3 separate regions of the Mus musculus genome follow, and all the other regions are linked to region 3. A link is a contact called in public HiChIP or PLAC-seq and promoter capture Hi-C data. All regions are on one chromosome and are shown on one strand. Each heading gives the region's core, a stretch centred on a gene start, on an enhancer-like site or on the middle of the called end of the contact. The rest is flanking DNA. Distances are from core to core; before and after follow the strand shown. Region 1 holds the start of Usp27x (ubiquitin specific peptidase 27, X chromosome). Region 2 holds the start of Ccdc22 (coiled-coil domain containing 22). Region 3 holds the start of Rbm3os (RNA binding motif protein 3, opposite strand).

Evidence for each region. Promoter capture Hi-C pulls out the DNA fragments that hold promoters and counts their contacts. HiChIP or PLAC-seq counts read pairs in DNA pulled down with a chosen protein or histone mark.
Region 1: an H3K27ac HiChIP or PLAC-seq map of extraembryonic endoderm stem cells shows a contact between it and region 3, with 4 times the contacts expected there. The contact joins the promoter of Usp27x here to the promoter of Rbm3os in region 3. A contact is called at or near these places in 4 of 39 promoter capture datasets (cranial neural crest, hippocampal neurons, liver and 1 more) and 1 of 115 datasets of contacts at active chromatin or transcription factors (extraembryonic endoderm stem cells).
Region 2: a contact with region 3 is called in a promoter capture Hi-C map of erythroid cells, with 16 times the contacts expected there. The contact joins the promoter of Ccdc22 here to the promoter of Rbm3os in region 3. A contact is called at or near these places in 4 of 39 promoter capture datasets (cranial neural crest, erythroid cells, liver and 1 more), 1 of 115 datasets of contacts at active chromatin or transcription factors (memory CD8 T cells) and 1 of 9 other capture datasets (liver).

What each region holds. Positions count from the first base shown.
Region 1 is chrX:7,373,591-7,378,600 of GRCm38.p6, forward strand. Usp27x (ubiquitin specific peptidase 27, X chromosome) reads right to left here and starts at 2,240. Exons shown (of 1, transcript NM_019461.4): 1 at 1-2,240. The coding sequence starts at 1,271. It overlaps Gm14379 (predicted gene 14379), which reads left to right and starts at 2,335. Exons shown (of 2, transcript NR_026741.1): 1 at 2,335-2,693; 2 at 2,934-4,452.
Region 2 is chrX:7,603,712-7,608,515 of GRCm38.p6, forward strand. It overlaps Ccdc22 (coiled-coil domain containing 22), which reads right to left and starts at 1,709. Exons shown (of 17, transcript NM_138603.3): 1 at 1,533-1,709; 2 at 449-626. The coding sequence starts at 1,582. Cacna1f (calcium channel, voltage-dependent, alpha 1F subunit) reads left to right here and starts at 3,392. Exons shown (of 48, transcript NM_019582.2): 1 at 3,392-3,459. The coding sequence starts at 3,435.
Region 3 is chrX:8,143,208-8,148,046 of GRCm38.p6, forward strand. It overlaps Rbm3os (RNA binding motif protein 3, opposite strand), which reads left to right and starts at 2,220. Exons shown (of 3, transcript NR_033561.1): 1 at 2,220-2,524; 2 at 3,285-3,411; 3 at 4,349-4,757. Rbm3 (RNA binding motif (RNP1, RRM) protein 3) reads right to left here and starts at 2,673. Exons shown (of 7, transcript NM_001166410.2): 1 at 2,431-2,673; 2 at 1,748-1,865; 3 at 1,366-1,472; 4 at 641-740; 5 at 451-544; 6 at 44-122. The coding sequence starts at 1,850. The coding sequence ends at 65.

The sequences.
Region 1 (5,010 bases), core at 990-3,489, 770 kb before region 3:
TCCAGGACCTGTTTGTGATAGAACAGTAAATACCCTTCACTGTCCAGCACATCCTTAATACTGGCCTTGGTGATTACGGCATCATCACACTTGAACCACTGGTCCCTGTGGTGCCGAATGAAGCTGGTGTAGTGGCCACTCTCCAAGGTTCCTTGGTGATTAACCACAGCAAACAAGGAATACTTATTCTCGTTGTTCGCACTATTGGTTGGGAGCTGCAACTGTCCATTCACCCGGGTCTCTTTACTTGACGCCATAAATGGTGTCATATCCAGCTCCAGAGGAAAGGAAATGTACGTAGTGATCTTGCGCCTCTGTTTCGCTGAGTGTTCAAACCGTTTGAAATGAAAGCAGGCAACTACTGGTAACTTCTTCATAGTGAGCTGTTTGGTAGATTCTTGGTAGCTTTGGCAACTACCACACTTGATTTTGGCACTACTTCCTAAGTGCTCTGGCCTTGTAAACCTTCGCAAGCAGTCCGTGAGAGTGGTGATGCCTGGGATGTGGCTTTCGCCATTCAAACTGCTCTCCCTCCCAGGGCTCATGGGCCAGAAGGATGTGCAAGAGCCAGGCAAGTCCAGACTAATGTCCCAGCATGGGTCTATAGTGGTGGAGACACCATGGCAGGCTTGACAGGTGACATCGGACTGCAGGCCACCTGTGAAGATTTGGTCTATGATGCAGTTACAGTGGTTGGGGTTGCTGGCCACCTTGCCAACATCGTCACCTTTGCAGTGCCTATGCAGGACATCTAGCGCAGCGATGAGGAACTCGTGGGCATCCTGCTGCCTGTACCCTGCTAGATGACGAGCGTGTATCCACACCAGGTGCAGTAACTTATAGGGCACATGAGGAGATGGGTTTCCAGAATACAGCTCCCGAAAGAGCGACGACATCTCACAGACCAGACACAACTCAGGGCTGGGCATTTCACACCGGTGCCTGTCAGAGAGAAAGAAATCTCTCAGTATTGGAGTGTGGGTCAAGGCCTGGACAATGCAGTTCATAAAACACGTGTTGCCAAGATTAATTAGTCCTCGTAAGCCGATGGTAAAGCTGGAGGCGATCCTTCTTCTCCGTGGGTTGTGCCCCAGAAGTTCTAGTTCAGGTTTGGTCGTTTCCCAGGTGGGATATTTCTCCCCAAGTCCCGGCACTGAACACTGTTGCTGAGAAACCTCTGTCGAGGTGGACGCTTGTAATTTCAAGGCTTCTCCTTGCTCTTCTTTGGCAATTTGCTCAATGTCTATGTCATACACATAGTCTTTACACATGAAGCAGTATATGCCTCCATAATAAAGATCTACCGCTAAGTTGTGCTGTTTTGTCTCAGCGTGCTCGTGGATGTGTTTCTCTGTGAAGCAGCCAAAGAAGACGCAGGAAAGGCAAGAGTGGAGTCTGTTTAAATGGGTGCCACACACATGGCAGACGCACGACTTTGCCTTGCTTTTCCTGGTCTCTGGGGTTCCACACCACACGAAGCACTGGTAGATAACCCGCAATTCCTGCCTCCAGTTCTCTCCCACCTTAAAGCTGTTCACGTGGGAACAACCTGGTGGCCCCACAGCAAAATCCACATCCAGGCATCCGCCCCCAGGACCACGCCGGGGCCGGGGCCGGGGTGGGGGCCGTGGCCTAGGCTGCGGCGGGGTACGAAGCCTAGTCTGGGGCCGGGGCCGGGGTCGGCGGCGCGGGGCACGACTGCGACGCGGAGAGGGATCAGGGGGCCGCGGAGGGTCGGAGGGAAGGGTGGGGGGAGGAACCTCGTCGCCGCTGCCGCCAACACCGCTCTGCGCTGGGTTCTCATCCTTCGGCTCCTTCTCGGGCTGCCTCTCAGGCTCAGGCTCAGGCTCAGGCTCAGGCTCAGGCTCAGGCTCCTGTAAGGGCTCGGGTTCGGGCTCCGGCTCGGGCTCCGGCTTCTGTTCGGGTTCCGGCTCCGGCTGGGGCTCGGGCTCGGGCTCCGGCTCGGGCTCTGGCTGGGGCTCCGGCTCGGGCTCCCGCTCCGGCTCCGGCTCGGGCTCCCGCTCGGGCTCCCGCTCGGGCTCCGGCTCGGGCTCCGGCTCGGGCTCCTGCTCCAGCTCCAGCTTGAGCTCAGCCCCGCGGCCCGGACCCTCCGCGATCTCCACCTTCCCGGTGGCGTCCACCTTCCCTGCTGTCTCCACCTTCCCGGTGGCGTCCACCTTCCCGGCCGCCTCCACCTTCCCCTCCACCTTCTCCGCCTCCACCTTCCTCTATGCCTTCTCTCCCGTCTCCGCCGTCTCCGCCTCCTCCAGCCTCCTCCGCCTCCACTGGCTGCGACTCCTCCCCCTGCTCGTGGGGCTCGGGCGGCCACTGGGCGTGGTGGCGCGGGGGCCACGCAGACCTGGGGTGTCCCCGTCCGGACTGAGGGAGCGCGGTGGTTGTGGCAGCTGGACCCAAAAGGGACTTTCACTGAAGGAGGCGGCAGCGGAAGCAGGCGACGCCCCCGGGAATGCTCCCGCCGAAGCCCCCTAGCGGAGGCCGCTTCTGCAGCCAGGCCCCGTTTCCTTTAATTCAATATTTCCCAAACTTGCTGGTTCACGACAATCACGTGGGGGAGCGTGTTAAAATTACAGATTCCTCGGCTCCACCCGCAGGCCTACTGAATCAGACTCTTGAAGGGAGGTACTCCGGAACCTGGATCTCTAACTAGGGCCGGAGAAACTGCTAGTGATCAGGCAAGTTTGGGAAACACAGCTCTAATTCATTGAGGCTGGCGGGAAGTGGGGCGGGGACCGCGCAGTCTCTTTAAGGCGCTTCCAGCTCTCCGCTCCAATCGCTGCTCTGACCCCCTAGGCGGTCTCCTCCCCTCTAGTACTGCCCTCAAGGGTGCAGCTTCCCCTAGCCTGTGGGGCGGGGGGCCCGAAGGGTTGTCTTGTCTAGAAACGTTTCTGAGGCCATAAAATATCCCTTCACAGTCTGGTACTTGAGAATAAAGGCGGGAGCTCCGACATCCATCATTCCAGCGGCTGAACCTGCCTCCAGCAGCTGAACGTACCCCCAACATGTCTCAGTCTCCCCCTCTAGGTCCAACTCCTGCTCTCCCAGAAACGATGAAGCTCAAACTTTACTGGGGACCAGCCTGAACCCCAGATCTAGAGGGACAACAGTGCTCCCAAGGCCGCTCCACCTGAAGGGACATGTCTCTTTGAGAAACTTATCAGCCCATCCTGTGCTGGCTCCTTGCCTCCCACTCAGGCTCCAAAGGCCCTGGGTGGGATGACTGGTTGACAGCTGGCCTCCAGATACAGCACTCCAGATACTGAGCAGCCTGTGGGCAGAAACAGTCACTCCAAGGCCAGCAGGGGAAACCAGACACTGCAAGGCTGTTCCTACAGGTTGCACCTCCCTTACGCTGCAAGGAACCCAAACTACAAAGTCTGAGACCCATAAGATTTAGCAGAGTCTTGGGTGGGCAGCACGTAGGAATAAAGCGGGTATCTTTGGAGCTGCCAGTGAGGAGAGAGTCTGGGGGCCTGCTGTATGAAAAGCAGCATCATAGAGCCCAGGAAGAATGAGTCCAGAACAAACAGCTCAGGTCTTGGGCAGAGTGGGGATGTCAGAAGCAGCTGCAACTGCTGCTTCTGGAGGGTGCAGCCAAAGGCAGGGATCAGCACGTGGGGAGAGAGTGAGCTAAGAAGAGTCCAGTGCCTCAGTGTGACAGCCGGCTGTACCTGGTGCACATGGATGGTCCTACTCTAGGGGGCTCTGCTGTCTACAAAGCATCCCTGGTCAGCATTGGAAATCAGCCTCCACCTGAGTCATGCTTCATAGAGGAAGCAAAGACATACTCCTTGGGGATTAGTCAGGGAGCTGGAGCCCTTATGGAGGCTGTGTGGTTCCTAGCTAGCCTAAGGCTACCTTAGTGCCTGCCTTCCCTAAGTCAGCTCTGTTTTCAATTCCTTGAAGTGTCCTTCCAACAAATGCCTGCCCTTTGTCACCTGCAACTAGAGGAAGTCCAACCAGTATGGCTACCAAAGGAATGATGCAGCTGCTAAGAATGACTGAGCTCATGGAGCACGAGTGAAGAAGGCAAGGAAGGAGAACGTTCATCCTATCCTCACAGGCTACCAACCAACAAAGAAATCTAAAGATCGCCATGCTTAGGAGTCCTGCTGCTGAATAATGGCTATGTAACCCAGTTGCCCCACTACTCATCAGCTTCCTGTGAAGCTCACAGAGGAACCTGGGCACTGCCAAGGCCAGAAAACTCTGGAAGTGGGGGGCTCTGCCATCATTCACCCCACCATCTATGGCCAGGCACTAAGAGCTATGTACTATGTATTAAGAGCACTGAGCCAAAGACACCCCAGGATTAGATTTGGCTTTCCTAAAAGGAACACACATGCTAAAGAAGTGGCTTTAGGACAACTAGCAGAAAAGAAGCACCAAATATTTAAATAAATAAATAAATGAATGAATGGATGAATGAATGAATAAATAGTAGTTGAGTACTTTTCTTTAAAAAAAAAAAGTTGCCCCTCATTGGAAATTTTGCAACTTAGTGATTATTTTCTTACATTCATTTCCTCATTGTATTCTTCCTTTACTTTAATCACCAGTGATACAAGTCACCATAATCTTTACAGGTATAGAGCTTGTATAGTCTGGACTTAGTCCTGGGCAGACATCACCGCCTCTGCCTCACAAAGACCTGCATAAACCTACAGAAGACCTTAAGAAAGACAGCTTCATGAGCCTAGGAGTTAAAATACTGTTCTGTCCACAAGGTGGCAAAAGAGTAAATGACAATCCCTAGTAAATTTTTGTGTGTTTATGTAAAACTTGGTTTATATCAAAATGCTCTCTAAAAATATTTTGAAAAATGTGGTCTCCTTCGCACAGTTTTTGGTTGACATCTAAAGTTTTGCATCGTAAATGTCACTTGGCTGCAAAAACGTAATTTCTGACAAGTGTTAACCTTCAGAAATAAAACTGTTATGTCAGTACGTTACACAAATCTGGTGAATCCTAAATACGTTGGTGAGTTGAGAG
Region 2 (4,804 bases), core at 459-2,958, 540 kb before region 3:
TAATCGCAGGTCCGATAGGATGCCCATGAGGTCTGGGCAGAGCTAGTCAGAGCTTTATTTAGGAGAATGTAACCCAGTCAAGGTCTTCCTTCAGCCCTAATAAATAGGTAAATGGCCTACTATGTGACAGTGGAGTGAGATTTTGATGTCAAGCTTAGAAGGTGGCTGTTAACATTAGCCTGAGCACAAACCGAATCAGCTCATTTAATCCACACAAGCTCATTATATCATCTCCATTTCACAAATAAGGAGAAGGCATAGAACAGTTAGGGTCACACAGAAAGCGTGAACTGAACTAGGTAGGGTCTGAACTAGTCACACAGTTTGGCTACAGAGGCAGCAGCTTTAGCTATACAAAGGGACAGAGAAGAAGGCAAGTGTCAAAGAACTTGGCGACTTTGTGAAAAAGGAAGGAAGACAGTGTGCACACTGGGAGGAGGGCACTCACCATGCAGGCCTGGGCCAGACTCATGGCCAGGCGGAAGCGGGCAGACATGGCTGGTGGTAGCAAGTGACTGAGGCCAGAGCCCACATCAGGATTAATCACTCGAAGGCATCGGACCACAGCCTCTACGACCAGCTCAGTGGTGAAAGCTCGCAGAGTCTGCACTTCTGGAGGAACTGCCCTAAAAAGGAAAGCACCAGGCTTGAGTAGTTAGGAAACAAAGTACAGACTTCTAGAGAGGGAATGCTCTAGAATCCAGGTCGGGGCAGGGAACAACCAAGGCTTCAACAGATCCTGGGTGCTGGTGACTATGACCTTTACTTAGTCCTAAGACCTCGGTGAATGAGGGTGACCTGAATTCAGAAAAGTCTCAAACTCCCCTACACTTCAAAGTTTCCAACCTCTGGGATCTGCAAAAGTGAAAATGGTCCAAGTGGCACAGTCTCCATATTTCTGGGCACCAGGACATTGTTCTTTGCATGGCAAGGCCTCCTAGATCTACGAGGTTTGGGAAAGCTACATAGGAAGAGGCTGGAGTTTTCAGAAGTCTCAAATGTCAGGGTCAATAAATAGAAATAAAAAATCGGGCATCCTAAATTTTGGCATCAAGGACTTTTAGGTCCCTCAAATAGTGCATCCTTTGTGTTCCTGTGTTACCAAGTGCTGCTACTGTCAGAATGTAGGGCCCTGGTATTTTGATAAGTCCTGGGAGTTTCAGGAGTTATTGTTCGAAGATCAAGTTGCCAGTCTCAGGAATTCTGGAGACTCTGGGTGCCAGACTCCTGTGTTATCAGTTTCCTGGTGTGGGTGTCCTGGAACCTCTAGATATCAGGATCCCAGCATATGCAGGTCTCAGTTTGTAAGGTGTCTGAGTCCTCGAGGTTTTACCCAATGTCCACATCAAAGTATTTAGGAAAGTCATGATGTTAGAGTGTAAGCAGGGAGGAGGAGGAGAGGCTTCGGAATCCTGTAAGTTTGGGCCTTTGGGTGTCAAGGTCTTCATTTTAAGGTTCCCGGGTAATGGGGGTCCTAGGATTTGGAGTCCCGGATGTGAGCAATTGGAGGCGACTGGGGGTTGCGTACTTACGTGCCCGCCTGGCGCAAGGAATGGATGAGGATTCGGTCAGCCTCCTCCATGGTGGAGTTAATTCTAACTCCGGGGCTGGGTCTAGGACCAGATCAGAGAAATTGGAGCTCTCCGCGCTGCTCTCGGCGCGGCGAGGACAGAGAGTCACGTGCCGCGCGAGGAACATTGGGAAATGTAGTTCTAAGGAGTGAGCGTTGCGCAGGCAGCGGCGCTGGAGGCGGGGTGTGAATTACGTAATGGCTCCTGGAAGTTGTAGTTCTTTCACTTGTAGTCCCATGGTCTCCTCCAAGGGAAAAAAAAAGGAAATGGGCTGGGGAGTTGAGAGACAGGACAGAGAAAAATTTTCATTTATAAGACACGTTCATCTTCCAAGCTATAAAAGTTTATACGTGTACAAAATGACTGTTCCCCCGTGTCTTGCTAGCCTCATCTGTAAAGTGAGAATTTGGATAATACCTTCTTCCTAGGGTTAAGACATAATTGCTACGACTGGGGATGTGACTCAGGATAGCCTCACAACCTGAGTTCTCTCCCTGAGATCCACATGGTGGAAGGCAGGAAATGACTTGATAAGAGTCTGAATTCCACGTGTGCACTGTGACACATTTATGCTCGTGAGCACACACAAAAGGATCATAAATAGATTTTAAATAAATAAAACAAACGTCATTGCTCGAGTAAACCTACTTAACCACCAACCACAACAAACTGAGGTCGATCCTCCCTGGGACCCAAGAGACATAAAAAGAGAATGGACTCCTACAAAATGTCCTCTGACATCTACACATGTGCAGCAGTACCACTATCATGCACACAAAATAGATGGAAAAAGCAAAGAATTACTAGACCAGGCGTAGTGGTAAACATCTGTAATCTCAGCACCTGTCCCAAGTGTAGATTGGGCTACAGAAGGAGATCACCTCCTTATGAAACCATTCCTTATTGAACAGCCTCTTTTGTCTCTACTATCCAGTAGTGCTAACATTTGTCATAATCACACATACACATCACATACTTGACTCAGTTTCTGAACTAAGCTCTCTCTCTCTCTCTCTCTCTCTCTCTCTCTCTCTCTCTCTCTCTCTCTCTTTCTCCTCTCGTTGTGCTATCCTGTCTTGCTTTGGTTTGGTTTTCAGACAACAAAATCTTGCAATGTAGCCCAGGCTGGCCTCAAAATTGTAATAATAATATTTCTTTCTCCCAAGTGCTAGGATTAAAGGCTTGTACCACCGCCCCTGACTGTATTCTATTTTTAATTACTGTAGATTTACAATGAGTCTTGATATCATATATGGCAAGCCCTCCCATCTTGTTGTCTTGTTCTTTTTCAAAATGGATTTGGCTTTTTTGTTTTTTGGTTTTGGGGTTTTTTGTTGTTGGTGGTGGTGTTTTGGTATTTTGTTTTTGTTTTTGTTTTTATTTTTTGTCATTTGTCTCAAAGACTGTCAATTCCAAAGAAAACTATGCTGAGATTTTGTTTGGTATAGCTAATGCAGAATGCCAAGAAGATCACTTTGGGGAACTTTACAGCATCACTAAATGTTACATATTTCTCCATTTTATGTCCCTTTGATATTTACTATCTGACTTTTTTCCTAGAGATAAATATATATATATATTAGGTTTTTCCTATGTACCTCAAGTGTTATATGCTATTGGAAAATTATACCTTTTTTTTTTCGTATTTTGGTTTCTGCCTGCTTGGTGCAGATATCGATTTACTATACACTTAACCAGTGCCTTTCCCCTTGCCAATCTCAGACCTACAAATATCCCATTTGCTCCCCCTGTTCACCCTCCCAACTGACACCATTTTTCCCCGCCCCGTGACCTTAATCTCTCTAAGGCTGGGAGAGGAGAGGGAGGACTGTGTGCAGATGGTCCTTATATCTCCTGAGGAGGATGTCGGAATCTGAAGTCGGGAAAGGTGAGAGAAGCCATCCACCCCTGAAGACCCTTGAAGTGACCCTGGGCTCTGGTCCACCCTCATCCTCTCACCTACCAATTGCCCACCTGGATCCTACTCCCAGAGAGGTCTCTGGGGAACTAGAGTATCATCCCCCTCTTCCTGTCCTAGCCTCCCCTTAAAAGAGCTTCTTTGTCACCCAATCTCAATTGCACAACCTAGCCTATGTGTTATCCTCAATAGCCCCTAACCTTATGCATAGCCTTAGTTCCCAAATGAAACCCAGACTCAATCCTGACCCTAGCACTCACTCCAAATCCAGCCTCACACTAAACCTTAATCTAAACCCTGCTAACCAAAAGACAATCCCCCACCTCCACCACATGGGACATTAGAATCCAAACCGCATGATAGCTACAGACCTTATCATGAACTTGAAGGTCATCTAACATCTAGACGCCAGTACTGCTATGGAGTGATTTCCCTGGCTGTCCAGAAACAGCACAGACCCTTTTTCAAGTTGTTATTAATTTATCTTATAAGTGTGTGTATGTGCCTGAGTTTATGTATGAGTGTCATGTGTGTGCATTGACAGCAGAGGTAAGAAAAGGTGTCAGATCTCCTAGAACTTGAGTTCCAGGAGACTTTGAGCTGCCATGTGAGTGCTGTGAATTAAACCCATGTCCTTTGGAGGAGCACTATGAGCTCTTAACCACAGAGCCAATGCTCCAGGTTGAGCAGACCCTTCCTTCTACAAACACAAAATGAATGCAGATCAGGAACATACAGCTAGTGCTGCTGTAAGCTGCGGAGGCTCAAGAGTCAGAATGCCTTGGTTTGGCTCTTGATTCAGCCACTTCGGCAAATTATTAACGCTTGCATTTCAATTTTCTCATTTTCAAAATCAAAATAATATCACATACTAGACATTCGTATGAATATTGAGCTCAACTTACTCCTCACAACATCCTTATAATTCAGGCAACTATTATTATCCTTTCCATTATACAGATAAGAAAACTGAGGCTCAGATGTAATCCCATAATTGACTCAATGCAATACACAACTTCTAAATAGTAGTAAGGATTTTAATCCAGACGTCTTATTTCCTTCAAAGCTGGGGACCTTAACCAGGTTGACCCTTTACCCCTCTCAAAAGCTGAAACAAAGCCACAGACAGAGTCATGAAACTACAGTCTGAAAACACCAATGCAAAAGGCAAATTCTACTCAAAATGTATCCCTCCCTCACTTTGATCCTAATTCCAAGCCCAAGTCATTCAAATACCCAGCTTCAGCCCTAAATAAAACCTCAACCAAACTCCATTCTTGCATATATCAATTGAGGCTAGACCCACGCAGACACA
Region 3 (4,839 bases), core at 970-3,469:
TGATAACAGGTTGACGCAATGCCAATCTTCAGGTCTCACCTACATTTTGTGTGCATGCCCCATCTCAGTTGTCATAATTGTCTCTGTAATTTCCTCCTGAGTAGCGGTCATAGCCACCCTGGCTTCTGGGAAAAAGCGATATTGTTTTACAAGAATGTATTCTACATTGTAGACATTAAACACTAAAAACTATACATGTCATGTTTCATAATAGCAGATTCACAATAGAAATGTTAGTCAGTTTTCAGGTGATGGAGACTGTATTCTTGAGATTGGTACATGGTGGGCACGGGCAATTGACCTTTGATATATCCAAGCCACATAATACTCTTAAAAAATGTATAATAAACAGGATACATAAAATATGAGCACTATGTAAAATTCCCATTTTCAGCATAAACTAGATTTAAAAACACTGGTACCTGACTATCCCAACCTCTCAATACCCACCTGCCACTGTAGTCTCTAGACCGCCCATACCCATATCCATATCCTCCAGGACGACTGTCATATCTTCCACTTCCATATCCCTGGTCTCCACCACCTACAGAAAAATATTCAAATAGTAGCTGTTCAGACATAGGCTCTTAACATTAAATAGCGCTACTTAATCTCATAATCAAACCATGACTGCACTTACCTCTAGAGTAACTGCGACCACGCCCACCAAAGGCACCCCCTCTGGATCCCCTGGCAGACTTTCCTGCATGATCAACTCGGATTTGGCGCCCATCCAGGGACTAGGTATGGGAAGGAGACAGACACAAGGAATTGTCAGTCACAGTAGGGATGAGGGAAGAATGGGCACAGGCAGGTAGGTGTAGGCAAGAGCCCAGAAATTCCTGCTGGGCACCAAATTCTGGGTGCCTCGTCCAAGCCAAGCTCCGCTGACCAGAATGGCTTCACCAGGAGCTATGGAATCCCACAAAAAGACCTGAATCCACCGGTCTCCCCTGCTACTACTTACATCTTGACTGAACTCAGGCTGACGTATCCTCCCCACTCCTCTAAGCTGCCCGACTATTAGGGCTAGACACCTCTCTCGGTCTGAGGCTTCAGAGTCCATCCCAGCAGACTCACGAGGTCCTCTCCGGTCCTCTGCCAGGCCCACAGCTCTGCAGACTCTACTACCTAAGCCCAGAGCAGGTCAACCATCCACAGGTGGCTTCTCCGCCTCATGCAGGACCAGTCGTCGCCTCCCAGGCAGCCCGGCTCTGTCTGCCGCTGCCCTCCACCCCCTAGAACAGAAGGCAGTCATGCTCCTGTGAGTGGCCACGCTGCCCCTGGCAGACATAGAGGGAAAACAGAAAGAACGAAGAAAGTGGCAGACAGGGAGACGGCCCCTGTGCAGGCAGGAGGCCTCACCTCTCCATTCATAGCTCTCATCGCATCTGAGGCATGCTCTGGGTTTGTGAAGGTGATGAAGCCAAAACCCCGGGATCTTTGAGTCTCCCGGTCCTTGACAACAACCACTGGGGGAGGGGCAGAAAGACAAATGTTAGAACCCTAACATCTAAGTAGAAAGTAATAGCCAGGCACAGCCACAGATCAAATAGCACTTGGGAGAATTAGGACCCCGCCAACCCCCCCGCTCCTGTTTAAAAAAAAAAAAATCCTGTATCCAACTGAATTTATTTCAGCCTAACCGTTACCGTACAGACATGGAAGTTAAAGAGAATTTCAGGTTTTAGTTCTAGACTAGCTCTTCTCCACCAACCCTCAACCCCGGGGCTGGTCCATGGCTCACCCTCAGAGATAGGCCCAAAGCTGCTGAAGTGGTCTTCAAGTGCCTGTTCATCGGTGTTGAAGTTGAGCCCTCCTACGAAGAGTTTCCCTTCTTCAGACGACATGGCAGAAGGCAAGTCCTAAAGGGAGTGCACGAATTATTGGGGAGTCAATGTGGCAGGTAGTGAGGTGTACAATATCCGGATACAGAGAATTACAGCGAAGACAGAAAATGGGTTAAAAGAGACAATTCAAATGGCAAGAGGCTCGGGAGCAGAAAAGGCGGGAACCAGCAAGGCTGGGTGAGCCCATCCGCCATTTGATGACTCCTATCGCGCATGCCCACAACATCCCAGGCTGCCACGCCCGTCATTTTGTACGGTCGCGCAGGCCTACAGCAGCATTGCATTTCCTCTTTCCCCGCAGAACAAGATGGCGGCGGTCACGTGGGAAGGGACAGCCGGTACAGGTTGGCGCGTGGTCCCCGCCGCCGCCCGAGCCCGTGCCTTCCGGCATTTCTCCCGTTCCGATGCAGCACGCCCGCCTCACAATGAATACATTTTTGCCTTCGAGCCTGGGACTAACCCTCCTCAAAGCTCAAGCCCACATATCAGCGGCCACAACTCTTCCTGCCCTCGTCCCTCGCCCATAGAGGGCAAGGAAGTGAGGTGGGGAACGAGCGCTGAGCAAGGCGAAGGCGCTTACCTGGAAATTAAAAGTCAGAGGACGGCAGAGACGACGAGCTCGAAGGAACCGGGAGAACAGAGAGACTGCGGCGCGGGAAGACGCCTGATAAAGCGTGCGTAGCCGAGACGTCACACAACGTCCCCCAGCGCGCCCTGGCGTGCGTGCTCATTGGTTGAGGCCAGCGGGGGGGGGGGGTTGGGAAGAGGACGAGGAAGGCGGAGGCAGCAATTTGCCTCGCCGCTTCCGGGAATCGAGAGGAGCTTTATGAGTTCAGTGCGTTCTCCTATAAGCATCTCCTTTCTGCCCGAGAGACTGGCCCCCTTTCCATCTCAAACGGTTGGATCCATAGAGCCTTTTCCTCCCTGACGTCATTTTCAGTGTTTTTGACGTCATCTCTCCCTTTCCATAGGAAGTCCTAACTGACAGTAGGTCGGTGCCAGCGAACTGCCGTCCTCAGAAACCAATCTTTTCTTTTTAGACCTTTAACTGCATATCCCTTAAGGCCCCGAGGCCTTCAGAGTTCTTCCTGTCAAACCTTACATTTCCGAATGCTTAGCCCCTCCTCCTAACATATAGCTGTGTGTTAGCGGACTCCTTCCCTTGGTGTCATCCTCTGACTTAAGTTTGCATCCTTATCTGACAGTCTCTTTACGCCTGATAATGCGTTCAGCAAGCCAGGTAGCCTAGCTTCAAAGGATGCAAATCTCAATCCACTAAACGAATTTTACTCTCTATTCGGGATACTGGGTCTTGATCGAAAGGATGAACTTTTGCAGTACATAATGAAATCCATAGCAAGTAGTGTCTAAGTCCACTGCCTGACGATGTGATCTTTCCCAGCCTTCAGTGCCTAATAACTTGTTTGCCTCCAGGAACTCTACATTGTTGACTCCTAGAATAAATTTGTTCAACATTGTAAAGGCCTGCCTCCCACTCCTCCACCAACCCCACCACAAATCGATTTGCTACCCTTTGGATGCCATTCATCTGTAATTCCTGGTAAGCTTATTCCCACATTTCTCAGTGATTTTCATGGATTTTTATTAAATTTGTAAGTAGTTATCTTTAGTTGAATACTTTTTGTTGTTCTAATATTTCTCACCCTGTGGTCTGTCCCTCACTGTATGCTCAGGTCACCCTGGAACTCATAAAACTTTTGCCTCAGCCTCTTCAGTGCTGGGATCATCACCACAACCAGCGTGTCTGTACTTTTAAAGAAATCCTCCCTGCCCAGGTCCCAAAGATACTCTTCTGCAGCTTATTACGTTAGCTGTATACTTTTGCTTTTAGTTTAAGGTCCTCAGTCCTTCTATAGGGTTCAGCTCAGTGGCAGAGTGCCTTCCTAGTATGTGCAAGTCCCTTGGCTTATATCCCAACAAAGAGAGAGAGCTGTGTCTGCTTTTACTGTGCCATTGAACCAGATGCCTCATCACCATCTATCAGAAAACTGAGGCAGGGTTGTGAATTGGAGCTTTAACAAGTTCCAGGCTAACTTTAGCTAGCCTATGGTGAGACCCCGTATTCAAATAAGCAAACAAAAATTGGATGATTTTTGAAATTGCATTTAATGTAGAGTTGAGAATAACGTCATATTACGTGAGGGTTTAAGGTATGTGCACACTGATACTGTTCCCATTAAGATCTGGCACTTTAGTTGGGTATGATAACTTAGACCAGAAATCCTAGCACTTGGGGAGCCTGGAGCAGTAGGTTCTTGCATTTAAGGCCAGCCTGGGCTACCTAATTAGTTACACCCATCTGCCAAACTCCCAAGAAAAACGCCAGACAAAAGAATTGGAGCCTAGTTCTCTTGCCCCTTGAGTATGGACTGGACTTAGGGGAGCAATTATAATGTGCAAAATAATTGAAGCACAAGTCAGAGTGTGTCGTGACTGGGTCGCTGAAAGGCACTTTGGTTTTCTGTTCTCTCATGCAGGCTGAGCTTTCTGTGACATGTTTGCTGGTTTATCAAGAGCAGTCCTAAAGAGGGGACTAAAGTGACACGGAACTGTGATATACTGCCAAGAGGTACAGGAACAGGCCTTCCTAGAAGTGGATCCACACCTACACTACTGTGTAGGCTGACACCTGGATGGATGGTATATGAATGCTATGAATCAGAGTCACCTAGCTAGGCCAATCCCAGAACCCCGACCGTCTAAAACCACAGATGTTTGTTTTGTCTTGAGACTGTGTAACTCAATTTGTGAATTGGTGCTTAGTTCCCTTGCCCCTTGAGCCTCACACAGGCTCGAACTTAATGCATGCAGCAGCATGCCTGATATACTCATTAAGCTTTGTGCTAATTTGATATCAATAGATACCTAATACATCTTCCCAGCAAAGAGCATGAAATATCTTTATTTACATCACACACACACACACACACACACACACACACACACACACACACAGAGCAAGTGTAGG